5 separate regions of the Mus musculus genome follow, and regions 1, 3, 4 and 5 are each linked to region 2. Evidence: chromatin contacts called from public Hi-C and HiCAR-type data. All regions are on one chromosome and are shown on one strand. The core of a region is the stretch at or near the end of the contact, and the rest is flanking DNA. Distances in the headings are between cores, read along the strand shown.

What was found. Hi-C and Micro-C count contacts between places; a contact is called where the count stands out from the background. HiCAR-type assays count read pairs that join an accessible place to other places.
Region 1: a contact with region 2 is called in a HiCAR-type map of astrocytes, with 2.1 times the contacts expected there. The contact joins two enhancer-like sites. A contact is called at or near these places in 6 of 39 promoter capture datasets (the 3T3-L1 cell line, the C10 cell line, embryonic stem cells and 2 more), 1 of 15 datasets of contacts at CTCF or cohesin (embryonic stem cells), 2 of 484 Hi-C or Micro-C datasets (cerebellum and cerebral cortex), 2 of 115 datasets of contacts at active chromatin or transcription factors (astrocytes and embryonic stem cells) and 1 of 9 other capture datasets (embryonic stem cells).
Region 3: a Hi-C map of uterus shows a contact between it and region 2, with 4 times the contacts expected there. The contact joins two enhancer-like sites. A contact is called at or near these places in 1 of 39 promoter capture datasets (stem cell-derived epiblast-like cells), 1 of 15 datasets of contacts at CTCF or cohesin (pro-B cells), 7 of 484 Hi-C or Micro-C datasets (cerebellum, embryonic stem cells, nephron progenitors and 2 more), 3 of 115 datasets of contacts at active chromatin or transcription factors (embryonic hindbrain, embryonic stem cells and microglia) and 2 of 9 other capture datasets (embryonic stem cells and liver).
Region 4: a Hi-C map of cortical neurons shows a contact between it and region 2, with 3 times the contacts expected there. The contact joins two enhancer-like sites. A contact is called at or near these places in 6 of 39 promoter capture datasets (the C10 cell line, embryonic stem cells, liver and 1 more), 5 of 15 datasets of contacts at CTCF or cohesin (the NIH/3T3 cell line, embryonic stem cells, large pre-B cells and 2 more), 6 of 484 Hi-C or Micro-C datasets (cortical neurons, embryonic stem cells and stem cell-derived neural progenitor cells) and 1 of 9 other capture datasets (adipose tissue).
Region 5: a contact with region 2 is called in a Hi-C map of pancreatic cancer cells, with 4 times the contacts expected there. The contact joins two enhancer-like sites. A contact is called at or near these places in 14 of 39 promoter capture datasets (the 3T3-L1 cell line, 3T3-L1-derived adipocytes, the C10 cell line and 8 more), 1 of 15 datasets of contacts at CTCF or cohesin (the NIH/3T3 cell line), 27 of 484 Hi-C or Micro-C datasets (the G1E-ER4 cell line, the HL-1 cell line, cerebellum and 8 more), 2 of 115 datasets of contacts at active chromatin or transcription factors (embryonic stem cells and large pre-B cells) and 2 of 9 other capture datasets (adipose tissue and liver).

What each region holds. Positions count from the first base shown.
Region 1 is chr8:86,388,641-86,393,705 of GRCm38.p6, forward strand. No RefSeq gene overlaps it. Among named protein-coding and RNA genes, the nearest start is that of Gm33687, 110 kb to the left of the region's middle. Within about 2 kb of position 1,476, at least 97 of the 459 cell types and tissues checked have an H3K27ac peak or open chromatin away from gene starts, as enhancers often do. A contact at or near this core is called in astrocytes, cerebellum and cerebral cortex, where this site is marked.
Region 2 is chr8:86,583,938-86,588,841 of GRCm38.p6, forward strand. No RefSeq gene overlaps it. Among named protein-coding and RNA genes, the nearest start is that of Abcc12, 20 kb to the left of the region's middle. Within about 2 kb of position 1,359, at least 93 of the 459 cell types and tissues checked have an H3K27ac peak or open chromatin away from gene starts, as enhancers often do. A contact at or near this core is called in astrocytes, cerebellum, cerebral cortex and 5 more, where this site is marked.
Region 3 is chr8:86,818,451-86,824,010 of GRCm38.p6, forward strand. All of the region lies in intron 1 of Gm39215 (a long non-coding RNA gene), which reads right to left. Among named protein-coding and RNA genes, the nearest start is that of Gm39215, 5.0 kb to the right of the region's middle. Within about 2 kb of position 2,386, at least 54 of the 459 cell types and tissues checked have an H3K27ac peak or open chromatin away from gene starts, as enhancers often do. A contact at or near this core is called in stem cell-derived neural stem cells and uterus, where this site is marked.
Region 4 is chr8:86,437,538-86,443,243 of GRCm38.p6, forward strand. No RefSeq gene overlaps it. Among named protein-coding and RNA genes, the nearest start is that of Abcc12, 130 kb to the right of the region's middle. Within about 2 kb of position 1,969, at least 67 of the 459 cell types and tissues checked have an H3K27ac peak or open chromatin away from gene starts, as enhancers often do. A contact at or near this core is called in cortical neurons and stem cell-derived neural progenitor cells, where this site is marked.
Region 5 is chr8:86,349,928-86,355,265 of GRCm38.p6, forward strand. No RefSeq gene overlaps it. Among named protein-coding and RNA genes, the nearest start is that of Gm33687, 73 kb to the left of the region's middle. Within about 2 kb of position 1,809, at least 14 of the 459 cell types and tissues checked have an H3K27ac peak or open chromatin away from gene starts, as enhancers often do. A contact at or near this core is called in pancreatic cancer cells, where this site is marked.

The sequences.
Region 1 (5,065 bases), core at 226-2,725, 200 kb before region 2:
AAAAAGAACTAGGTAAGTTATCTCCCTACTGGAGAAATGAATGAATCAAACTTACAATATGTCACCTCACTCCAATTAAAGGAGCTATTTAAAAAGGCAAACATAAATGCTAATGATGATGAGGATAAAGGGACCTTTCATGCATGGTTGGTGGGAATATAAATTAGGAACCTACAAGTTAAACTATATCCACCGAATTGCCTACCTATCCCACTCCTGTGTGTACATCTAAAGCAAATGAAATCTGTACACAAAAGACATAGTTGTTTGTCCATGTTGATTGCTGTACTGTTTGTAATAGCTAAGGTTGAAACAGCCTAGATACCCAACAATAGATGATTAAAGAAAAAGCAATACCAACAAGTGGAGTGTGTGTGTGTGTGTGTGTGTGTGTGTTAAGGGGGGAGGTGTTCAGCCATAAAAAACAACAACAATGAAACCCTGTCATGGTAACAAGATGGATGGACCTAGAAGACATTACATTAAATGATTCAAGCAGAGAGACAGAACACACATTGTTTCATAAAGGAAGCTAAGGGAGTTGGGTTAAATGTGTGTGTGTGTGTGTGTGTGTGTGTGTGTGTGTGTGTGTGTGTGTGTTGGTCAGCACCCACTTTATTCATATACTGAAATATCACACTGCATCACAGCAATATGTGCAACTAATACATGTTAACAGAAATAAATTATCCTAAAATGCGCCTACGTGTTGAATAGGGAAGCCTGCAGCCCTCTGCTCAAAAGATATCATTTTGCTGGCAGACAGGCAGTATTGGTATATCCTATAACATTAAAAACACTGTAGTTTATAAATATTATGTATTCGGAAGTTTCTATATTGTGTCTGGGGGTTGAGTTTGACAGGGGGTAAGAGAGGACTCCCTCCACTTAACTGTGGATGCAAAGAAACTGTATTTCAGGTGGAAACGTTTGAAAACCCAGATGTAAAGAGGGGACATACAGCCAAAGTCACTATAGTGAGTGCCTGGAGAATCAGGGAAGAGAAGCACTATTATGCGCGGGGCCTTATGTGTTTAATTATAGACTCTAATTGACTTTTAATTATGTGAATGTATTACTTTGATAAAAATTAAAATTGAGGAAAGAAGGAGAAACAGCTCACAGGCATTGGTCTGCCCCTGAAGTCATGTACCTCGTGAGTCAGATTCCCATAGGGAGATTTGGCTCAGGCAGGGTCTCCTTGAGTTTTCAAACCATAAATAAGGCCTAATGGCTTTGAGAGGTAATGAACTGGCCAGCAGCCAAGAGAATCCTGATTCCTAACAGACAGGCCCAGGCTCCATCTCCAGAGTTTAGATCTCTGCTGTGGGCTTCATGCTGGCCTAACTTCTTAAGTGAAACCTCTCACTAATTTGCCCTTTGCAATGCAATCTACCCGATGAGTCACTGATACTGTTGAGAGTCTAACCAGTGCTGGAACTGAGAGAGCCCTCCCATGCAGGCCCTCTGTTGCCATGGAAACAGCACTGCTCAAGTTTCTCTGTTGCTTTGGCAACCCACTCCCATTTCCTCCCATCACTACTGCTGGGGTATTTTGCTGCCAAGATAATGGTCTCTATTATGGTTTGAATGCTAATGGGGCAGTCCTCTACCCCAGCCTACTCCAAGCTCCCTCTGTAGCTCTACACTTGAGACCTTGTCTAAGTGGCATTTCAATGAGATGGTAATGGATGCTCAAATCAGATGAAGAGGAGCTATAGTGGTGGTGTGGATGAAAGAAGGGTTCAGCTTCTTATCTTGGGAAGGAAGAAATGGTATCTATGTACTCAGAGAGGCATGGATTGGAGTGTCATCCATCAAAGGGCTTCAGCTGTGTGTCAGGCCTCAAGCCTTTTTCTCCCAGTCAGTTCTGTATACTGGCAAATAAATAAAGGCACTGCATAATGAATACCTGTATGTTCTCAGTGCTAGGCTATGTGCTTTACACCCATTTAACTCCTATTTTACAGACAAAGAAACGAACAAGCAACCTATTCAGTGTCATTGGATTTGGGGTTTAAACACAACTCTCAGCGGTTACACTAAGCCACTGCTGACTTGGGACCACAGAAAATAACAAAAGTATCAGATAGTTGTCCTTGCAAAAAGACCTTATGGAGAGTTGAGGAAGAAGTGTAAGTACAAAGGGTAGAGGTGGAAAAGAAATGCCTTACCGAGCCGGTGAAGTACGGAGCTCAAGTGTGGGTACAGACATGACAATACACAGTTCCCTGGACATGGAGTGGCGTCTAGGAAACTGGAAAGCATAGTCAGTCCCCATCCCTTACAAGAAGCAGAGCCAGGGTGTTAGCTTCAGAGTGGGTGTCTCAGCGACCCACTCAGCGAGGCTCCTGCTTATGGCGCTAGACTTGTAGGCATTCAGCAAAGAGAGAGACCTTTGTCTACTTCTTCTTTTGAGATTTGGATTTACTCGAGACCATCTGACTCTTTTATTTTGTTTTTTTTTTAAAAGAGTTGAAGTTTTATATAAAATTGTTCTAAATTTTATGGCTTCCAATTTCGAAATCCAATAATCCTATTTCCTTTACTTTAAAAGTAGATTTTTTTTTTTAGCTACCTCAAGTCCTAATGGAGTTAAAAGGAATATAAATCTTCAGTAGAGTTTTTCTAGGTCTTAGTTTTTTTCAGCAGTTCCCAGTGCTCTGCTGTGTCTTCCATATCTGCTGGTTTGGCTCCCACTCTCCTCTGTCAACTCCCGTGCTTGGGGATTTTCTGCAGTCAGGTCAGAGAGAAGGCAGAGTTCTCCAAGCAACACAGGACAGAGTCTCTGAATGCCATCTGACTCTGGTCACCTCAAAAACACTACTCAGTTATCAAGGCCAAGCGAAGATAAATTCATTTTTAGTTTCATTCCACTTGCATGTCGTCAGGGTGGCTTTTCTTGGGCTGGAAGCAAAGGTGCATGGAGGTTGGCCCAGATGGGGCTGGGGGATGGTGAGAGCATTTACATCTACATCCAGATCCACTTCTTTGTCTCCATCACTCCTCTGTCCCAATAGTTATGTGACTTAGGACATATCATTTCATTTTCTTAACCTCACTTCCCTCACTTATGAATACAAAACAGGACGAGCAATTATTCCCATGCAGATTAAACAAGACCACAACTATTAAAAAAAAGGCTTACAGTACACCAATGCTCAGCCGTTATTACCAAGGTTTACCTTTGAAGTGGGAGTGGGTGGGTTGGGGAGCAGGGCAGGGGTAGGGAATAGGGGGCTTTGGGGATAGCATTTGAAATGTAAATGAAGAAAATATCTAACAAAAAATGCCTTATAAAAATTTAACCCACTAAGCGTCTCAGGTCTCTAGAAATCCTCTACTATAAATACTGTTGTGCTTCTGCCAGTTTCAGCCTGTTTAAGCACTGAAATTGGAATACAGTATTTCATAATGCCCCCTGATACTCCTTTCTTAGGCTCCTACATGGACAGTCATCAATACCCAGAGCTTTCAAATGTCTGACTTTGCAACTGTCCACTCAGCATTTACACACACACACACTCACACACATACTACATGTACTAATACATACATACATACACTCACACATACACACATGCACACAATATTCATGCACACATTCACACACACATATATACTCACACAAACACACATACACACATCTACCCATGCACACACACTAACACACATGCATACACACATACACATGCACACACACGCTCAAGGACACATGTGCACACATGCAAACACTCACATACATGTACACACTCAAATGTATATGTGTAACAATCAAGGGCTTCAGTGAGTAAAAGGATGGCATTCAAGATGATGACTTATGCTCGGCGTTTGAGAGGCATCAAGAGAGTAGAGAGTGCATGCTGACTCGAGAAGTCCTGACTCTGGTCAGCTCTCGCCTTGCCATATGATCCTGAACCAGTTGCTTTGTCTCCCGGTGATGTCTGGATCTTCTAAAGTTGGGGAAACAGATGATGTGTAAACAAGGGAGTTGAAATTCCAATAACCATTATGAGCCCGAAGCTTATGTTTTAGTATGTTTGGCCACTTAACTCCGTGAAAGTTCATTTTAGTAAACAAAATTTTGCTGGTCCTGTGCTGTGTGGCTGGTCCTGTGCTGTGTGGCTGGTCCTGTGCTGTGTGGCTGGTCCTGTGCTGTGTGGCTGGTCCTGTCTGTGTGGCTGGTCCTGTGCTGTGTGGCTGGCTGGTCCTGTCTGTGTGGCTGGTAGGCAGTGAGCCTCATCTCAGACCCCTGGGGTATGCACAATGGTGGTCTCTCACCTGAGAACTGAAACAGCCGCTGACATTGAGGAGTCTCTGAATCTACTCATGTTTTCCGGTTAACCCCTCCATCCTTCTATTCTTTTTAAATGTAGTACTTGATGCATATTAACATATTGAACACCCCAAAACCAACCGATCATCCAACACCAAACAAAGGATAGAATTTAACCCTGTGAGGATCTGTATGCTTTACCCCACCTGCTCGCCTCTTCCTACAGAACTCCACTATCCTGGAGATCACATCTATATCTTCCTTTAAAATGAAATCTCCATGTAGTCTATATCCTCAAGGAGCTCATTGCTTAGTTCTGCTTGTTTCATACCGGATGAAGATGGTATCTGGCAGGATCAATCTTCTACACTGTTTTTCTGTTCCTTGCCATGCCAAGATGCTCTGATCCTGTCTCCTGCTGCTAGCAAATTCCTACCACGTATACCCTGTGCAATCTCTAGAAAACACCAGACCAAGTCTTTCTCCAGTGGAAATAACTGTGTCCCTGCCCTCACCCCTCAGTTTTGAGAGAAATTCTGAATTTCTTCATTCACACGGCTCTCTGCCTCTCCCAGGTAGTTGTAGATTTCAGGCAACCGCCTGGGTTCTATGGGATTGCTTTCTAAGGCAACCTTGGCCCATTGCTGCTAGTGGCCTTGGGAGCAGGCTGCTTCCTGTTCCCTGTCTTCTGTTTCTAGCTGGCTTTAGTAATTCAGAGACTTCCACCTGCCTGCCCAGTTCTTCCTTCTCTACTCACACTTGCCCTTTTTCCAGCTCAGTAACCTTTTC
Region 2 (4,904 bases), core at 109-2,608:
CAGCCCAACCCCCAGCTACAGACACAAGGGGTGGCTGACACAGAATAAGAAGCTTGGAGCAGGACATGGGTCCTTAGAGCTACATCCCCCATATTGGATGTTTGCCTGTCCCTCTGGTCCTTTCTTCTTCTGTCTTAGATCAAAGTGCAGACAAGTCTGTTCAAAGCCAGTGATGGGGTTCTGAGCCAGACACCCCTCCTGCCAGAGTGAGGATCCCTCTATCAGAATAAATGTTATTTATTTATATCAGATAAATGTTGTTATTAATCTGTTCCCATGCCGTGGGCCTCTTTGATTCTCCAGTGTATTTTCAAAACCTTTTTTTTAATGTCCAAGACACGATATGTAGAATTACAGATAACCAATTAAACTAAAAGAGTGCTATGTTAAAAACAAGGCAGGATATTATGAAACATAATCTACTGTGTTGACGCTCTAAGTAACATAATCTAGAAGGAGGTCTAATGACCACCAAGAGTCCAAAGCATCAATACACGTGAGGTTTGTGAAAACTGGGGCAACCAAATGAGATTTGAGAACGCCCATTGATGCCGCCATCCTCGTGAAGGTCGTGGATATGATGTATTTGATTACCTCCATTATGATAAAGGGAAAATGCTAAATTTCCATTAGTAAAAATAATGACATTTTTTTCTGTTCTAGCCCACAGGCACATGGACGACAGACAGGTCAGCTCTCAGACTGGTAATCTGTAAGGTTGCTTCTAACACAAATTATCTAGATGAGACAAGGGGATGTGTATAAAATGTGTTAGGACGTCAGTTTTGTTTTGTTTTGTTTTGTTTCTGGCAAGCCCCCGCTGACCTAGAACTCTGTAGACCAGGCTAGCCTCAAACTCAGAGATCTGCCTGCCTTTGCCTCCTAAGTGCTGTGAGTAAAGGCTCTTGCCACCAGCCCTATGTAAGAATTTGACAGTCTGAAGAGTTGGCACCAGAGTATCACATAGGTGGAAACTGCTTTTGTTCTGAGAACTGTCTGTTAGTCATAGTGGCCCATACATATACCCAGCCACATGAAAGGTTAGAACTGGAGCTACAAGTTCAAGGCCAGCTTGGACCACATAGTGAGTTTGAAACCAGCCACTGCAGAGTGGCTTTAATAAATTTGCTCTGAGTGATTTAGCTGCTGCTGACTTTGAAAATAATCCCAGAAATAGAGATTGATGGAAGAGATCGGGGCTGGGGAGGTAGGTGGAGTCCTGTGGATCGGTGGCAGTAGCCTCTTTCCCATCCTCTGACTCAGGGATCTGCGTTTTTCTGTCCGGATTCCGTGTAGATCACTGCAGTTTTGAGTCTACGGAGCCTTCCTGCATTACTAGGAAGAACCTGCCATCTGCTGGCCAGCTTGAGTAAAACATGAGGACCCTCCTGAAGGATGATGGCTGTTTGGGGAGGGCGTTCTGGTACAAAGGCCATTGCCACAAAATAGGTCTGGGAGGGACAGATATTTTCTATTAACAACTCTGGACTTGGAAGAAGCCGGATAGGATGGCACTTAGAAGGGCCCTTCGATTGCTCTTTGGGACTCCGAAAGTAACGAAAGGGGATAAAAGATTGAAGAAAAAAAAAAAAGTAACAGGGAAAATAGCTATTGAGAGAGAGAGAATGAGGATTTACAGTCAAAAAATACCCCACAAAAAGAAACAGGTGTCACTGGAGACGCCTCCGGGCGGAAGAAGATGAGAACATTTCCCCGCCTTCGGTGTAGACCGTGTTCTTCGGTTCTGAGATCGCATCGCCCTCAGGCAAAACTGTTCCTTCTGCACTGAACGTTCTTCCGACCCCATCCTTCTTATCTAAGTAAATGTTTGTTTGCTGCCGCTCTAGGGAATCTGCAGCAAGTCCGCTGGGCAAGCGAGCTCTATGGAAGCTCAGCTCAGCTCTTTGTCGACACCTCCTGGCACTGCTCTGGAACTGCCTGCTGACTTGTTTACTGCTTACTTCGTGTCTCCAGAGATCAAAACCCCCAGGCAGGGTATCATTTAAAGGCAGCTCTATCCTACTGTGAAAAACTATGCGAGACTATTAGCTTACTGGATTCATTTTTCTTGTGGAATTTTGAGGAACTTGGTGATCACAATTTGAAAACAAATAAAAATGCGTTGACACATTTTTTCCCCTAGAGATCTTCTGCCTAGAAGTTGAAAATCATTTCTTTTTCTATTTCAATATCTGCCAACACCCTTGAGGGGCCTGCCGGCATCCATAGCCTGCTCATAGCAAAAGCCTCGCGATTCTAGAGAGGGAACCCCTCCATTCAGTCCATGTGACTTGGAGCTGATCCTGTCCTCCCACACAGGAGTGACTGGGCCTGGCAAATCCAACTTCTAATAGCTTAACATGCTTGGTTCAGAGATGAGCATATGACTGAGCTAACCCAATGAGAAAATACCCTACTTTGAAACCTTGACTGAGAATTTCTGAACTTGGTAGGCCATGGTCCTGGAGCTTGTGGTCATTTGGTGCCGCCAGAAAGTGGAAAGTGGCCAGAAGTAAAGCCAGAGGTAAGACGGTGTCTACAAGATCAACATTCTTTCTGTACTGGCTCCAACCCAGAACTTTTACTGGACTTCCCCATTCCATTCCATGAGCCATAGCTACTGGGAAGACTTTTATAAAGAACATATTTTAGACAGTAGCTATCCCAGTGTCCAGTTAAATAGGAAGAATAAGGGAAGATGAAGGTTGGGGGTCAATTAACGTTTTGTCTCTAGGAATGTCCCTTACTCTCAGTGTACTGTGGGGAGCAGAACGCCACCCTCCCTTTCTCTTTCTCTCTCTCTCAGATGTATTTGTTTTTATTTTAGGTGTATGAATGTTTCACCTGCATGTATATCTGTTTATCACATGCATGCCCGGTGCCTGCAGAGGCCAGAAGAGGGCATCAGATCACTTAAAACTGGAGTAACATGAGCCGCCGTGTGAATGCTGGAAATTAAACCCGGGTTCTCTGAAAAAGCAGCCAGTGCTGTTAACAACTGAGCCACCACTCAAAATCAGACCAGTTTTAATGCTCCAGTCTTCCCATATCCACACCTTTGCTTCCTTTACAGTGAACTGCACTAGCAGCAGCAGCAGCAGCAGCAGCAGAGGCAGCAACAGCTACAGCAGCAGCAGAAGCAGCAGCAACAGCAGCAGCAACAGCAACAGCAACAGCAACAGCAACAGCAACAACAACAACAACAGGGCATCAGCAACAGCAGCAGCAGAAGCAGCAGCAACAGCAGGGCAGCAGCATCAGCAGCCACTGCCATCTGCAGTGGAAAAACTGCAGTCCCTGCATTGAGTTCCAAGGAAGCAGATGCTATGGTGAAGATGCTGGACTTCAGCTGCTTCACTGGTTGGCCTGCCTAGACTCCTCCTGCTTGCTCCTACTCTAAACACATCCCTGTTTACTTCCTAATTATGTCCCAGTGTCTGACTAGTGAGAAGAGAATGAGTCACATGGAGACACACTAAAGAATATGGAGCCCAGTGCATTGCTTGCTGGAGTACTGACCACTTTAATGGACTGGGTTTGTTGTTGTTGTTGTCGTTGTCATCGTCGTCATCATCATCGTTGTCATTGTTTTAACCAAACTATGCCTTGCTTTTTTTTTTTTTTTGGTGGGGGGCACATTGTAGCTTGCAGAGTGTTCTTGTATAACATGACCTTGCCCAGTCTTCAAGGGTACCTCAGTGAGGTGGGACAGATCAGCCTGAGTAGCCCAGCATCCAAGAGAACTGCCTACCGTCCTCCACATCTGGCTCTTTTCTAACCTTGCCTGACTGGGTGGTAAGGAATAACCTGTGTGACCTACGGGTACTCCAGGCCTGTGCTGCAGATCCCATGCAGTTATTAATTGGGATCCAACAGCCAGAGGGGTCCCAATTAATACCCCAAGGAGGGTTTGCCTGTTGGGCAAGAAGCCAGTGATTCTCCATTTTCTGAGTCCTCACCAGGAAAGTCCGTATCCTCCTACCTTTCACACACAATGGCCATTGTCAATCACACAGAGGAGAAGAGGGCTGGGGCTCTGCTTCCAGAGGTATCCAACGCTATAAGCAGCCATTCGTTTGTTTGTTTGTTTGTTTGTTTTATATGAGTACACTATTGCTCTCTTCAGACTCACCAGAAGAGATCATCAGATCCCATTACAGGTGGTTGTGAGCCACCATGTGGCTCCTGGGGATTGAACTCAGGACCTCTGGAAGAGCAGTCAGTGCTCTTAACCTCCTGAACCATCTCTCCAGCCCTATAAGCAGCCTTCTTACAACCTAGGTCAGCAGTCACCAAGGCCCACCACTTCTTAGCAATGGATGAATAAATCACATGTGAACCATCAATGGTGCCACTGAGGATGAAGTGTGTCACCTCTGGGTGTCAGCTGATATTCCAGGGATGCGGCAACCTCCTGCTGGGACCACCTGAATGAACAGCTTGTATCTTCCATGTGTAAAGGAGCCGCAAAGACATACATCTTGTTCTTAAAAAAAGAAAATCAACTTCTGCCCAGGCCCTGTGGACCTGCTGGCTCTCAGCCACTGGGTATTTAACCAACCACAGCCAAACCGACACATGGCCACGCTGTTGGCTATGTGGTCAGAGGGACATTGCACAGTGAGTATACTTTCACCCCATACTCACTTAAAATACACATTGCGGGAACCTGTGACCCCAGAACACTTTGTTAACCTATTATGGATCTCCAAAGACCCAGAATGCTTGGGGCTAGAGAGATCACTTAGCAATTAAGTACAGTGGCTACTCACAATGAGTACCTTAGTTCAATTCACAGCATCCACATGGTGGCTCACAACCCTCTGTTACTCCAGTACCAGGGGATTCAACTGGACTTAGTGAACATCAGCCACACATATGCTTCATAGACATACTGGCAAGCT
Region 3 (5,560 bases), core at 1,136-3,635, 240 kb after region 2:
TTTTCTAAATGATTCAAGTTCATGACTAATCACGGCTGATTATTAATAATGATATATGCTACCCTAAAAGACTTCAATCATTATTAGCAGCACAGTGCAGAGCAGTGCCAGGGCAGTGTCAGCAGCCCTGGATGGTGACAATACCATGCCCACTTCACAGACTAGAAAGTAAGGAAACCGTTTCAAAGGTTCAGTCCATTATCATCACAGCAGGAAGCATGGCAGTGTGCATGTAGACATGGCGCTGGAGGAACCAAGAGTTCATCTTGCTCCAAAGCAACCGGAAGGAGACTGAATTTCCACACTGTGCAGAGCTTGAGTATGTCATATATATATATATATATATATATATATGACCTCAAAGTTCACCCCCACAGTGACACACTTCCTCCAACAAGACAACGCCTCCTAGTAGTGCCACTCCACATGGGCCAAGCATTCAAACAAATGAGTCTATGGGGGAAGGGGTGTGCATGGTGGGTAAACGTATTCAAATCAACACAGGCAATAGCAAAAATGAAGAATAAAAAGTCACTGAGTCTATGGGGCTTAGGCCTTGAGTGGGGGAACAGGTAATGCCACACAGAGGGGAGCCCTGTGACAGGAGCAAGAAGCCTCCTGACTCTTGTCAGCTTTGTCCCTGTGAATCCTTTCTGCCTTCCCAGGAAAAGCCTTTCCCACCCTCAGCAGGACACTTCTCAGTCTGCTGTGCTCAGGAGGGCTCCACGGGGCTTCATGCAGGCCCTAGGGAGCTCTTGGAAAGACAGGTCTCTCCCCTCAGGTCTCTTGCACCCCTGACCCAGCAGCTCCCTGTCCTGTTCTTCAGCCACCTGCCGGCTCCTCCCAACCCCTACCTTCCACAGCCTCTGTCTCATGCCCTCTCTGACTGCAGGGCCCTTTCCTCTTGGAGGCAGGACCTGCCCGTCTTTCCTCTTTTCTTGACTTCTTTATCTATTTTCACGTCTTTTGTCTTCTTTCTCTCCTTTTACTTGGAAAACTTTCAAACATAGAGCAACGTTGCACTAGTAATTCAATGAGTGTGTTTGTATCCCTCGACTGGACTCACCAACGGTTGGTGCGCTCCTGTTTCCTGCACCCCAGTGTGTCTGTGCTTTGACAGGCTTTACTGGCAGAGCCTCGGAGAGTGAGTTAAATCCCCTGTGACTCATCCCTTGCAGTTTCAGCTGTGTTTTCTAAGAACAGGACATTCTCTTACATAGCTACAATTTAAATGTCAACAAAAGAAGCCATATATCAACACACTACTCTTTTATAAAATAAGTCCCGTATTTAAAGATCACAGTTGCTCTTAAAATGTCCCCTTTTTTCCAGAGCTTCTTTTAAAAAAAGATTTATTTATTATTTATATGAATATACTGCCTCTGTCTTCAGACACACACTAGAAGAATGCATCGGATCCCATTACAGATGGTTGTGAGCCACCGTGTGGTTGCTGGGAATTGAACTCAGGACCTCTGGAAGAGCAGTCAGTGCTCTTAACCATTGAGCCATTTCCGAGCTTTGTTTTTGACCCAGGAGCCAGCCTGAGAATAAATATTGCTATGAATCAGAATGTCTGGGTTTCTCCAGAGCCGCTGTTCCTAGGCTATTACTCAGTGAGACCCTATCTCTGTTTCAGTCCCCAACCCACAAAAGGAGGCTCCTGGTCCCTCTAGCTTTGTTTTGGCTCCTCTCCTTTTTTCTCCTTTCCATGTAGACATCTCTGCAGGACACAACCTCTGGTTTATCTCCCTTCCCAGAGCCCTGTCTGCCAGAGTCTAGGGGAAAGAATGCTTGCCTGGAGTCAGCCAGAACCAGATCTCAACTATGGTTACTTCCAATTCCTGCCCAGTCTCTGCTTTCCAGACTTCTGTGTTGTAAGATGCTCTGAGTGGACTTTGCAGGCATCCAGGAGGATCTTCCTGGGTGCTGTCAGGATTCCTGGGAGGATGGAAGAGTGTATATGGTACCCAGCTGAGTTCATGAAGCAGGAGAACATGGAGCATCCACTCCCAGCTCCTGGATGTTCCTCTCCCCCAGCTCTATCCAGCCTGGTCCTCTCATGCTTGATGGAGACCAGGCCTCAGATGAAAATCACATTTAATAACAGCAGGAGTCAGGGTGTCTGGGCCTGCTGTACATACCTATAATGCCAGTATTATGCATGCAGTCCCACCCATCCCATGAACGTGATAATCACCCATAAGTTAAGCTGGCTGATAACCTCCCCTACCACCTCTAGCTTGCTACATCAGAAATATCCCCAAACCTTTGCTGGGTTTGAGTATCTGCGGCTTCTGTCTACCCACAGTAGGAATGACAAACTGCCTATGGAGCACTGTTGACATCAGACTCCTAAGGAACATCTGGGTCCCATTAAGCAGCAGAATATTAAAAAACCAGGGCTGGCCATGATCCAGCACCCAGCAGGAGTGGGTAGGGCCACCACTCCCCTTCCAGGGTGATAGAGCTTGAGGCCCACCCAGCTTCCACAGGCATTCGGAGGAAGGAGAGGGGAGTAGCTTTTGCTAGCAGCCCAATACTGAGTCCTCTGAAGAATCATCCCTGCCTGCCTCTCGGGTTTCCCATCACAGTGAGGGGAGTGCTATGCTGACATGCTATCAGACAGCTAGGGGGCGCTCTGCCTGTATGGGCTTGAAGTTGAGGGCTGCAACCCCACCTAGTGCAGAGGATCATGCACATGTGGACATCAGGCCACTCCTTGCCACTGCTGCACTGGGTTCCTTCTAATCATGCTCTGATATCTGCTTCCCAGAGCCGCCAGAACATCCAGTTCAGTCTTCACTACTCAGAGAGGGCAGGGGTCCAGCAAAGGCCATGCATCAATGCAGGTCTCCACCCAGACTACTGCCCTGTGAATAGAGAGTAATGCTGCTTTCACTAGGTGCAGACTTAAACCAGAGCCCAGCGGCTATTTGAAAGATCTCTCAGACACTGAGCCACCAACCAGGCAAGCAGACACCAGCTGACACATGTACAGCAGAGGACTGCCTGGTCTGGCATCAGTGAGAGAAGATACACCTAATCCTTCAGGGACTTGAGGCCCCAGGGAGTGGGAGGTCTGGTAGGATGGGGTGGGGTGGGGTGGGGACATCCTTTTGGAGATGGAGGAGGAGGTATAGGATGAGAAACAGTTAGAGGGTAGACAGGAGGGGAATAATGACTGGACTGTAAAAAAGATAAAGAGATAATAATAATAATAATAATAATAATAATAATAATAATAATAAGAAGAAGAAGAAGAAGAAGAAGAAGGAAAGCCTCATAAAATTATCCTCAAAATAGTTGGTGCCAAAGCTAAGAAGATAGCTTAGAAGGTAAGGCTACTTGCTATGTAGGCAAGCATGAGGACCTGAATTTGAATCCAGCACCTACATGACAAGCCAGGTGTGGCTGCATGGGACTGTAACCCTAGTGTTGTGGGACAGGGTCAGGTGGACCCTGTATCCAAGGAATAAGACAGAGATTTAGGAGAAAAATACCAGACATCCTCTTCCAGTCCTTATAATGTACTTACTGATGTGCATGCAGCCCTTCACACGCACACATGTGTACACTCACACAAGTGATAATGAAAAACATTTCAAGGGACCAGTGGGACCCAGGCATACAGGGACTCTGCCAGATCAGTGGCATGGGTTTCTTCTGGTCTGTCTGGGCTGGTGCCCTGAGCAGACCTTGGGCGCAAATTCCCCAGCCAGTCTCACAACACCCAGAGGAAGCTCCACTCCTAGGCGCTCTAACACATCCAGGATCTCGGGATCCCAGGAGCTTGGTCACACCAGGATGCCAGGGTCCCAGAGGCAGCTTGACTCCCAGGAGCTCTGACACACCCAGGATCTCAGGATCACAGAGACAGCATGAGGAGTTCTGACACAACCAAGATTACAGGAAGGACAGGCTCCAGTCAGATATAGAGAGGGCAGGTAGCACTAGAGATAACCAGATGGCAGGAGGCAAGTGTAAGAACAGAAGCAACAGAAACCAAGGTTACTTGGCATCATCAGAACCCAATTCTCCCACCATAGGAAGTCCTGGATACATCATCACACCGGAAAAGCAAGATTCAGATCTAAAATCACTTCTCATGATAATGATAGAGGACTTTAAGAAGGACATAAATAACTCCCTTAAAGAAATACAGGAGAACATAGGTAAACAGGTAGAAGAACTTAAAGAGGAAACACAAAAACCCCTTAAAGAATTACAGGAAAAAAAAAAAACAATCAAACAAGCAAAGGAAACAAACAAAACCATCTAGAATCTAAATATGGAAATAGAAACAATAAAGAAATCACAAAGGGAGAAAACCCTGGAGTTAGAAAATCTAGGAAAGAGATCAGGAGTCATAGATGCAAGCATCACCAACAGAATATAAGAGATTGCTGGGCATGGTGGCACACGCCTTAATCCCAGCACTCAGGAGGCAGAGGCAGGCAGATTTCTGAGTTTGAGGCCAGCCTGATCTACAGAGTGAGTTCCAGGACAACCAGGACTACACAGAGAAACCCTGTCTCAAAAAACCAAACCAAACAAACAAACAAAAAACAAAACAAACCAGAATATAAGAGATTGAAGAGAGAATCTCAGGTGCAGAAGATACCATAGAAAACATTGACACAACAGTCAAAGAAAATGCAAAAAACAAAAAGCTCCTAACCCAAAACATCCAGGGAATCCAGGTCACAATGAGAAGACCAAACCTAAGGATAATAGGTATAGAAGAGTGTGAAGATTCCCAGCTTAAAGGGCCAGTAAATATCTTCAACAAAATTATAGAAGAAAACTTCCCTAACCTAAAGAAAGAGATGCCCATGAACATACAAGAAGCCTACAGAACTCCAAATAGACTGGATCAGAAAAGAAATTCCTTCCATCAACATAATAATCAAAACACCAAAATGTACTAAAAAAAAAAAAAAAAGAAAGAAAGAAAGAAAAAGAAAGAAAGAATTTTAAGAGTAGTAAGGGAAAATGGTCAAGTAACATATAAAGGCAAACCTATCAGAATTACACCAGATCTCTCACCAGGGACTATAAAAACTAATATCCTGGGCAGATGTCATACAGACCCTAAGAGAACACAAATGCCAGCCCAGGCTACTGTACCCAGCAAAACTCTCAATTACCATAGATGGAGAAACCAAGGTATTCCATGACAAAACCAAACTTACACAATATCTTTCCACAAATCCAGCCCTTCAAAGGATAATAGATGGAAAACACCAACACAAGGAGGGAAAAAGCAAGAAAGTAATCTTTCAACAAGCCCACACAAACATAATTCCACCTCTAACAACAAAAATAACAGGAAGTTAACAATCACTTTTCCTTAATATCTCTTAATATGAAAATGAATATTACCAATATATTCTAATCACTTGAAATTCAAAAATATGAGGAATTAGAAATTTGTTGGCTGTCATCCAGTGGCCTCTCTAATTTTGTAAAATCAATATACATTTTCTGCTTGTTTGTATGTGACTGTGTCTTACTGTGTACCACATAATGGTCTTGGAATCATGTTTCTATCTCAGCC
Region 4 (5,706 bases), core at 719-3,218, 150 kb before region 2:
GCATGGAGTGATGAGCGGGTGGGCAAGATCCTCTTTAGCTCCTGGAGCTGAGCTAAGTGAGATGTCACTTAGAAGCTGCCAGTAGACATCTCTGACATCACTGAGGGAGAGGATTTAGCAGAGGGAGGGTGCTGGGCTGAGCTGAGCTAACAGATGGAGTGCCTAGATCCAGCTGTGCTTGAAGCTCCACAGACCACATCCCTTTTCCTCCTTAACACTGAACTGGATTTCTGCCACTGAGGAATTGGTCTGTCTAACCCTTTTTGCACATAAGAGTTTGGTTTCTTCCTATGGCCAACGCGTGCAGTTCAGCGTGCAGTCTGATTTCTAGCTATGTAGTAATTGTGAGACTTTGTGCATGTTACTCAAACTCTCTCTGTCTTATTTTTTCAACTGCAAAAATGAAGAAAATGCAGCAGTAGCTCTTCAGAGAGTGAGGAAAATCAGTGTGTCAATATAAACTACTTACTTAGAACCTGTCTTCGCAAACCAAGCTCTCTAGTATTAGCAAGACTGCCACATCTCATACCCACGTGTAGCCCAGGAAGAGGCATACCATGGAGACTGTGCTAAGAGCTCTGTACCACTCAGCCTGCTCTTAGAATTACGGACTGACACTAGTTGGCCTTCTGTCTTTATCTCGTCTCACCTCCAAAGCCCCCAAAGGTCAATGGGAATGTTGATATGAAGGCCCACATCACAGATGGAGCCACACATGTCACAGATGGGGGGTAGCATCTCAGCCTAACTGGAACCAACCAAGGCAAGCACTCTGAAGGGGCAGAGCAGTCTGTATCGCTGTCAGTTAGTGGGAAGGGCACTGAGCATCTTTGAATAGAATAGAGGAGAGTATAGGTTCCTTCATCCTTTGAAATTTTCCCAAGAAATCTGGACCCATGTTTAAAAGTTACCTGTAAGCCTGTCACCTGTGTAGTAATTGATCTACACACTCCTGATCTTTCACTCTTGGCTATACTTTCCACCTCTTCATCTTATTGTATGAAGTCTTAAATTGTCCCCATAGAAAGATGAAAGGTGAACTTTTAGTGGAGTATAAGCTAAGAATCTCTAAGATCACTAAGATCCACTTTCTGGGATTATCCCTGTAGTGATGATGCTGTTCCTCTTTGACATATGGTAGGATAGCCCTCTAAATGATCAGGATTCATTTTCAATTCTTCCCATGTCAGAACATACACAAGTCCTTTCTTCACAGACCCTCAATTATTCCTGTTACTATGGAAACCACTGCCTGTGTCAGAGCACCTCAGAGCGGGTGGGAAGGAGGCATGAGCTGCTGCCATGGCAACATGTCTCTCCACAGCAGCATCTCACAGTCTATGCCATCTTGTTTCCAAAGAGAAGGAATGTTTACTGGGAGATCTGAGTAATTTCCCAGGCTGGGAGGTGGGAACTCAATAACTTGACCCTCATCAGTAGTTCGGTCAGCTCTCTGTGCCTGTTGTGAAAGACGTAGAAAGAAAGGTCACGTCAATGTCCTGAAATGCTCACAGAGGGCAGAACCCATTTGAAGCTGCAGTATCAGCCCACTGCCTTTGCTTCAGTGTCAATACTGATGTCCATAGTAATCTTACATATGCATGGCCTGGAACACGAGCATCAAAGGTCAAAGGCATAAGCCTGAGCATCTGACTCTCTGAATTCTAGTTCTGGCCTGGCTATCTCCTGGCTATGTTGTTGTGGGGTATCAACTAGCCTGTGCCTTAAATTTCTCTTCTGCTGTGAGGATGATAATAATTGTTCCCATTACACAAAGAAATATCACCAAACTTATGAAAATCTCTAAACTCATCATGTCGGTCCCCAATAAATGTCTAATGTCACCATCACTCGCAATAATTAGATTGTCTAATTTGTGTCATGCCTCACAAATTTGGTTACTGTCCTGTACAAGTGTACAGACAAAGAGAGTGTAGGTCACCTCTGTCCTCTTTCTGGAGCATACATTCTCAGTAAGTCCAAGCCATCCCTAAGGGGATATCAGTCCCTGTGGGTGGCAGAGGAGAAGCATCATTCTGTTGTATATTGTTCTGGTTGACTTTTGTCAATTTGGAACCAGCTACAGTCATTTGAGAAAAGGGAATCACAGTTAAGAAAAAGTTCCCATTAGAGTGGCCTGTAGGCAAGCCTGCAACCCATTTTCATGACTGATGATGGATGTGGAGCTGAGGTCTACATACCAGCCCAGTCCACTGGAGGCAATGCCACCTCTGGTCAGGTAGGCCTGGACTGTGTAAGAAAGTAGGCTGAGCAAGCCATGAGGAGCAAGCCAGTAAATAGGGCTCCTCCATGGCTTCTGCTTCAGTTCCTGCCTCCACATTTTGGTTCTGCTCTGGTCTCCTTCCACAGTGGACTGTGAAAAGTGAAAGCTGAAGGAAACCCTTTCCTCCCCAAGTTACTTTTGGACCTGGTGTTCCTCACAGGAACAGAAGCATAACTGAGACATACACAAAGCAAGATGATCTGTGTAGGATGTAAGTATACACACAGTGTGTCCCTCCTGCTAACATTTGTGAGCAAATGTATAGAAGGCAAGGAATGGAGGAATGTCTGAAAAGGCTCTTTGAGGAGATGGCTCTACAAACAGGACAGTCTTTAAGAGTCATCTGCAGGCAAAACCAAGCTCAGCTTACAACTCACAGTGGAATCAAGGTCAGGATTTCCAAGTTAAAACACACACACACACACACAAACACACACACACACACACACACACACACACTCCACAGATACTTCATTGGCAGGACAAACATACTTTGCATAACAACCTTGAAAGACTATCCATTGCTCAAGAAGATGGTATAAACTTGTTAGCAGGAGTGCAGAAAACCTCCAAAGTTGCTATTATTCTTGCCCTGGCGAGTCAGAATTTGGGCCTTGACCAGCACTACAAAACGAAATCCCCAAAACAGGCCCCGAACTCAAAACCCTTTCAATGATGTCACTGAAATAGCTAGCCTATAAGCATTTGTGTGGCAGGATATTTGATTATCCTGTGAACCCCAAGATTGTGTTGTTTACTGGAAAACCACATTTTTGGTTGTGGTGTGGCTCAGCCTTAGCACAAACCCTTAATCCTTCAGGGTGGAATTCAGACATGCCTTTAGTACACATCTTTATCCCCAAAAAATGAAATTAAAGTTAGTTTGTAGAAGGAAGCACCATGTTTGAAAGTGATGTCTAATCAAGTGGCAGACAACATGATGAATCAGAGAACGATATCACAGAATAGGATATGTCCAACTCCCATGAGAAGAAAGAGAAAAAGGACACTATTTAAAAGAGTAGTGCAGAGAAGGAGGCAGTCTTACTGGGAGAATTTTACAGAGACAGGTTACAGAGAGAACAAGCTAGACACAGGTAAAGACAGAGCAAGCCAGAGAATGAGTAGGAGTCAAAAGATTAGAACAGATTGCCAGAGTTGGTATGAGGTCAAGCAGAGCAAAAAGTCAGAGGCTGAGAAAGAAGCAAGTTTGAATCAGTTACAGTGGAGAGGAGTTTGAACCAGAACAACTAAATCAGGAGTCTGAGCTGAATCAGCTGGCCAGAGATAAGAAAGAACTACAAAGGGGTGAATGTATTCATCAGTAAGTCTCAGAGGCTGAAAATATCCTAGATCTGGATTAGATTGTATGGAGTCTAGAAGCTTCCAGGACTAGGCCTAGGTTAGCAGAGTGAAGCAGTAAGCCTCCAAGATAACCATTAAATCTGGTGACTAAAAGTTACTATTACACATTAAGTTTTTTTTTTTTTTAGTTTTTTACTTTGTTCTGTATAATTTGTGTGTGTGAGAGAGTCAGACAGACAAACAGACAGACAGACAGACAGACAGACAGACAGACAGACAATCAGTCTCCATGGAGTCCAAAAGGGGCTGTTTCTCTGGAAAGCCGGACTTATGGAGGTTATAAGCTGTCTGATGTGGGTTCTGGGAACCAAACTCTGGTCCTCTGAGAGAGCAGCCAGTGCTCTCATGCTGAGCATCCTTACATCCTGAGGCACTGAGCTTTTAATGGGGAGAAACGGGGCCCTTCACCACTCTGAACATCTTCACCAACTGTGGCAAAAGATCAATGTCTAGAATAAAAAATTTCGTAAGCTAAACATCAAGAAAAGCACTTGATTTTAAAATGGGCTACAGAGGGCTCAGAGGTTAAGAGCACTGACTGCTCTTTCAGAGGTCCTGAGTTCAATTCTCAGCAACCACATGGTTGCTCACAGCCATCTGTAATGGGTTCTGATACCTCTTCTGATGCACCTGAAGCTATAGTGTACTCATATACAGAAAATAAATAAATATTTTTAAATGGGCTACAGAACTGAGCAGAGTTCTGAAGAAATAGAAACAGCTAGTAAGACTCTAAAAAAGTATTTATCATCTATAATAACCAAGGAAATTTAGATTAAAAGTGCTTTAAGATTCCATCTCATTGCAGTTAGAATGGCTGTCATCAAGAAGTCATCATGCAAATGCAAAGGATGCTGGTGTAGATGTGGGAAAGGAGAACTCTGTTACTCCGTTGGAGGGGATGTAGACCAGTTCAGCTGAACTCACATGTGACCCAGACACACCACGATAAGAAAACACCACCCAAATGATTCTACACTTGCTCATCCACTTTCATTGATGCTCTATTCAGAATAGCTTGAAAATAGATTCAGTCTGGATGTCCATCAAGTGTGAATGAATAATGTAAATGTGGTACACATACAACAGAATTTTATTCAACCGAAAAGAAAAATGAAATTTGCTAGAAAATGAATGAAACTGGAAACAACCATGCTGAGCAAGTTAATTCAGGCCCCAGTGGCAAACGCCACATGTTCCCTTATATGTAGATCATAGCTTCTGACTTTTAGATGTGTTTGCCTAAATTGGAATTCTGTAGAGACCTGACAGCACAAAAGCAGTCAACGTGGGGGAGCAATGGGGGAGAAGGTGAGACCGGGGAGATCTTAAACAAAATTTACAGGGTATGAGGCAGTCTTTTAGACTGCTTTATAGGCTGATTAAAAAAACATAAAATAAAAGAGAGAAAAGGCACAAAAATCCCTGCCCTAACCAGCAACCTTGAATGTCTTCCTAGATCATGTTTATGTTCTAATTTCATGATTAGCTAAGCAATTTCACATCTACCATGATCACGAGACACTACTTTCATTCATGTTGTTAAAATTTTGGAAATGAAGGGAAGGTGCCCCCAATAAACCAACATTTTCCCCCAAAGGGGCCACACAGACAAAATGTTTATAACACTTTTAGTTCATGGCTTGACTTGGAGTTCACTTTTCACTGAAATCAAGCCCGTACACACGACCATGTCAGCCTGAAACACGTGTCACGTCTGAGGTTGGGTTTGCCTTATACAGAGGTCTGTGTTCTCGGACCCTGCTGTGACCTCATGTAGACTCTCGAGGGATGGTCATAATCCACTAAGATGATTTCATGGGTTTGAAACCTGGGAAAGATTGGAAAATGCTGCAAGCCTCTATATGCCTTTTTCAGACACTGAAGTATGGGGTGAAGAACCCGGATTCTGGGGTCAGACTCCCACATCCTGACTCCACCATTACCAAGAACTGTTGTAGAGATTCAGCCAAGTTTCTTCACTTCACTTGCCTGTGCTTCCCTTATGTGAATGTCCCCAGCGTCTGCTCTGACGAGTCGGTGCATGCCCAATGCAC
Region 5 (5,338 bases), core at 559-3,058, 230 kb before region 2:
CAGGTTCCAATTCATGCTTAGTTGCTCCCACGATTTAATAAATGGCCCATGTTGTCTTTTTTTTTTTTTTCACCAAGTGAATTAGGGAAAACTCATCAATATGTAAACAAAGGAACAGTACAGAGTTGCATGTGATGAATGACCATATTCTCAGTACATTAACTGAAATTTTCTGTCTCTGGTGTCCTTTCTCTGGTTCAAAAAACAAAAACAAAAACCCAACAACCAAATTGTCTCACAGCAGTGTTTCAATACCTGTACCATTTGTCTTTAAGTTATCTCTAAAGGCTGCTATAATGACAGCTTTGCACTGTGAGTCATTAGGTTCTCCATAAAGAATGGATTCACTGAGAGAATATCGCATACCATCACTCTCAGTGTGGGCTGGGCAGCTCCTCATGAGTCACCCTGGACAGTAGATGACAGACATCTTCATTATTCTCTGCACCGATGACTCAGTCTGAGCTCCTTGATGAAAAGTATCACTGGTTTTTATTTCTTTACTATATTGTCTGGTTGAATAAGCTAATCACAAGGAACAAAGCACACTTTTCACAAGCCATGTGTGCTTGGATGAGTTACCCACCCACTCTGAACCTCATTTATAATTATAAAAATTATACAAGATAATTATGTCTGAATGCTAAAATTAAGAGTTTGTATAGGCTGGGGAGATGGCTTTTCAGTAAAATGTTTGCCCTGCATGAGAAGCCCAGGTTTGGTGGTATGTTTGCAGTCCCAGAGCTAGGGAGGCATCCAGACTAGCTGAGTTGGGTAGCATATGGAAAACAGAACTAAACTAAACAAAACAACCACCCAAATGCAAACAAAGTAAATGGCTCCTAAAGAATGACCCTTAAGGTTAACCTCTGGCCTCCTGTGTACTAACACACACACACACACACACACACACACACACACACACACACATTGACATACTGTGTGGAGCTCAAGTGAGCCAACCAAATATAATCTGCACAAGCGACTTCACTCAAACAGAAAAACCACTTGGCAGAGCCCGTCCTGAATGGTAGGGCTGAGGAACTGTAAGCTTAATAATTGGTGGTTGTTTTCAGTCACTACAATGCTTTAGTTTTTATTTCTACTGGGTCAAGAGATGCCCAGATACCAGGTAAGATGTTGTTACTCTGTGTGTCTGTGAAGGTGTTTCTGAAAGAGGCCTTCACTGGGTAGACATTATTCAATCTGTTAATGAAATTGAGCTTCTCCAATTTTATCCAATCCTATTGTAGTGGTTTGAATATGCTGGGCTCTGGGGAGTGGCACTATTAGGAGGCGTGGCCTTGTTGGAGGAAGTGTGTCATTGTGGGTGTGGGCTTTAAGACCCTTGTCCTAGCTACCTGGAAGTCAGTTGTCTGTTTGCCTTTGGAAAAAGATGTAGTGCTCTTAGCTCCTCCAGCACCATGTCTGACTGCCTGAATGCTGCCATGGGTCTCACCATGATGATAATGGACTAAACCTCTGAACCTGTTAGCCAGACCCAATTAAATTTTGTCCTTTATCAGAGTTGCCTTGGTTATGGTATCTCTTCACAGCAATAGAAACCCTAACTAAGACGCCTCTGTTTTGGAAAGGGAAAAGGAACTGCAGTTAAGTTAATTGATCATATGCATGTGACAAACCCCCAGTAAAAAATCCCTGCACTTGCAGTTTCTGCAAACACAGCTTGCTGTAAGTACCCCTTCCCCTGGCTGTTCAACTGGATCCTTTGCACTAACCCTTACAATACATGGGCGAAGGGTTTGTCTGGCTTCAGTGAGCCATGCCAGCAAATGACAGGGATTGAGTCACCAGACCCTCTAACCACAAGGAGTGTGACTGGCCTCTGAAGTAGGCTTGTTTTGGGATGTAGTGGTACCTGGCTCTATCTCCGAGTAGAAAATGTCAAAATTGAGTTGCTCACAGGCTCTCTAGCAGATGCTGAAAAATTGATGTGTGGCCACAGATCTGTTCCACGTGGAGCATATAAGAGAAAACAGTTTGTTCTTCCTGTTACTTTTCCCGCGTGTGGGTTTTCAGAGAGGACTCCACCTTTGAAGGATGACTGAAATCTCACAGATCAGCTTGCTTTGAAATGAAACACCATGTGTGGTGCTATCTGCCTTTACTATAGTAGAACTCACACGTGGGCTGCATGGAAATGATACAGAGGTACAAACTTTACGACACTGACCTGCCCAATCCCAGTCTGTTCTCTTTGCACTCTGTTATGTCCCTTTTGAGGACTGGTGTGAGAGTATCAGGGTTTTCTAAGTTTCTGTCTTATGGCCCATTCTTAAAGGTCCTTGCTCATTGGCAGATAAGAAGCCTCAGAGGAAACAGCTTGCCATTTTCTCCCCTGCTGGGAGTTAGTAAGTTTTAAGATAGGACTGTAGGGGAATTTATAGATTTGGGGGCTTTGTGCCAGACACCAGAAATAAACTGCTGTGTGTGTGTATACATGCATATTAATTGCAGGAGGCTAATGCCAGCCTTCCAGTCCCTCAGACTGTCCAGTGAGATTGAACCCAGTTGACCATAGCAATAATTAGTCCAGTAGCATGTCATGTCTTATTTCCTTTCATGGTCTCACTCTTGTTTATGGAATCACCTCAGATAAACTACCACACATGAATACATTTACCCAAAGTTTGAAGCTTTGCCTTTCTTCTCATTTGTATTGGTCAGGGATTGCTAGAGGAATGGAAGCAATAGGATGTTTAAAATGGATTTATTAGATTGACTTACACTACTTGTGCTGTGTCATCCAACAATAGCTAATCTACATCACATAGTTGCTCAGTCCATGTGGCCTCAGGAGTCCTAGTCTGATGATGAAAGTAGGAAGGAGTTTTGGAGATCTTGGGGCTTCAGTCTGTGTTGAAAGGTCAAAGAAGTTGGGTTTCAATATCAGTGAAGGATGGAAGCAAAGATATCAACAGAGTAGATGCACTCATCAGCAGGAAGCAAAGGTGAGGAGGCAAAGTAAAAAAATCTTTTCTTCCAGACCTCTTTGTATCCAGACATACCCTCATGGACCTGACCAAAAGCATGTTTCTTAGTTGATCTCAGACCCAGGCAAGTTGACATCCAAGATTAAGCAACACCTCAGTGAAGGAGCGATGCATGTGAGCACATAATCTTTACAGGCATGTCATAATTTACTTCTCCATTGCTGTGATAACATACTCTGACAAAAGAAACTTAAGGGAGAGGACGTTTGTTCTGTTTGTTTGGGTTATAGTTGAAGCTACAGTCTGTGGTGGTGAGGGAAATCAAAGTGTCAAGGGTTTGAAGCGGCTGCTCACATTGACTCCACAGTTAAGAAGCAGAGGCTAGTGAATGCTTGTGACCCATTGCCCTTTCCGTTTAATACAGTCCAGTATTCCCTTGTGCAGAGAATGGTTCTACCCACAAGTAACATGGATCTTCCCATACAGAATAACACTATCATGACAATCCCCAACAGGTCTGTCTGGAGGCCCAAGCTCCAAGTTTGTTTCTAGATTGTGTCAGATTAACAATATTTGTCATCACAATAAATATAGGCACATACACATGTATAAAGCATATACTATTATGTGAAACTAAATTATGTGTGTACATACATATGTATGTATGTATGTATGTATGTATGTATGTATGTATAATCTATCTTATCTATGTCTATCAATCATCTAGATATCTATCATCTATCTACTATCTATCTATCTATCATCTATCATCTATCTATCTACCTATCTACCTACCTATCTATCTATCTATCTATCTATCTATCTATCTATCTATCCATCCATCCATCCATCCATGGCACATTGTAGATTTTTAAGGAATAGTGATTTGATCCCAGGCAAAGAATATTTTTCCCCTCAATCCTGACCCAGATTTTCCAGCTCTTCAGAGACTCTGTTTCTCTGCTCTTTGCCCCTGGGGCTGTGTTATGTAAGCAGAGGCACAGAGGTACAAGGAAGCTTTACTTAACAAAGCATGCCTTTGCTCTTAGAATTCATCATTTGACCTTCAGCCTTCCGTCTGCTGCACCTTGCAACTTTGTATCGTGTGAAGAAGAGCATGCTTTCCAGGAGAAGCAGAGGCAGTGAGCCCAGTCTCTCCATGTCAGCATGACTTTTAGGGAAACACCTGTTCAGATCTTCAATTAGCAGCCCTGCTTGGGGGATCAGGCACTGGTTTTCAGAAGCCAGTAGCAGGAAATCCAATGAGAAACACTGTCGTGTGTCAGCATGAGGGATTGTGATTGTGTGCCTAAAGTTACCTTGGCATATAAAACTAAGGTCATGCATGGTGACCACATGGTGGCTAGTCTAATTTCTTTTCCTTCTGAATGGCTCATGTATCTCCAGGTGTTTCTTTGACAAAAAAAAAATGTTTAGATGTTGTTTCAGTTTGGGAGTTTGGGTTTTATTGCCTTGAAGAGACACCACAACCAAGGCAACTCTTATAAAGGACAATATTTAATTGGGGCTGGGTTACAGTTTCAGAGGTTCAGACCATTATCATCATGGCAGAAAGCATGGCCACATTTAGGCAAACATGGTGCTGGAGAAGGAGCTGAGAGTTCTACATCTTGTTCTGAAGGAGAAGACTGTCTCTTACATACTGGGTGGAGTCTGAGCATAGTAGGGGACCTCCAAAGCCCACCCTACAGTGATACATTTCCTCCAACAAAGCCCCACATCCTAACAGTGTCACTCCCTATGGACCAAGCATATTCAAACCACCACAGACATCTTCAAAGGAACTACTACTTCCTAGGATTTCAGTGTAATGCAAACACAATGGAGTGTGAGGAAGAGATAACAGATACAGAGATAGAGAGACAGAGTGAGAGAAAGGGACCAAGGTGGTCACTTCCGTCTATGGTGAGGACTCTAATCTCAGTCTTCGGTGACAACATTAACTACAGATATTTCAAGTATCAGTCTCAATTTCTTCCTTTTAAATAGAAGAGGGCTTTTTGTTTGTTTGGGTGTTGTTTTGTTTTGTTTTGATTGTTTCATTTTTTGTTTTTGTTTTTTGTTTCTGTTTTTGTTTTTTATTTCTTTGGCTTTCAGTTCCAGAGTGTTACAGTCCATAATGGTAGTGTGGTGGGGCATGGTAGCCAGTGTCTACCGAAGAGAGCTGACCACATCTTTCACTCAACACTGGAAACACAGCAGGCATTAGCTTTTTTTGTTTGGCTGGTTCCCTTTCCTTCCCAATGCTTTAAGGACACTTTAAAGTTAAGCTTTAATGGAGCCTAATGCCAGAAACACAAGGGAAAAAGTTGATGGTCCGAGAATTACATTTTCTGTGCAATTAACCTCTGCAGTAGACAACT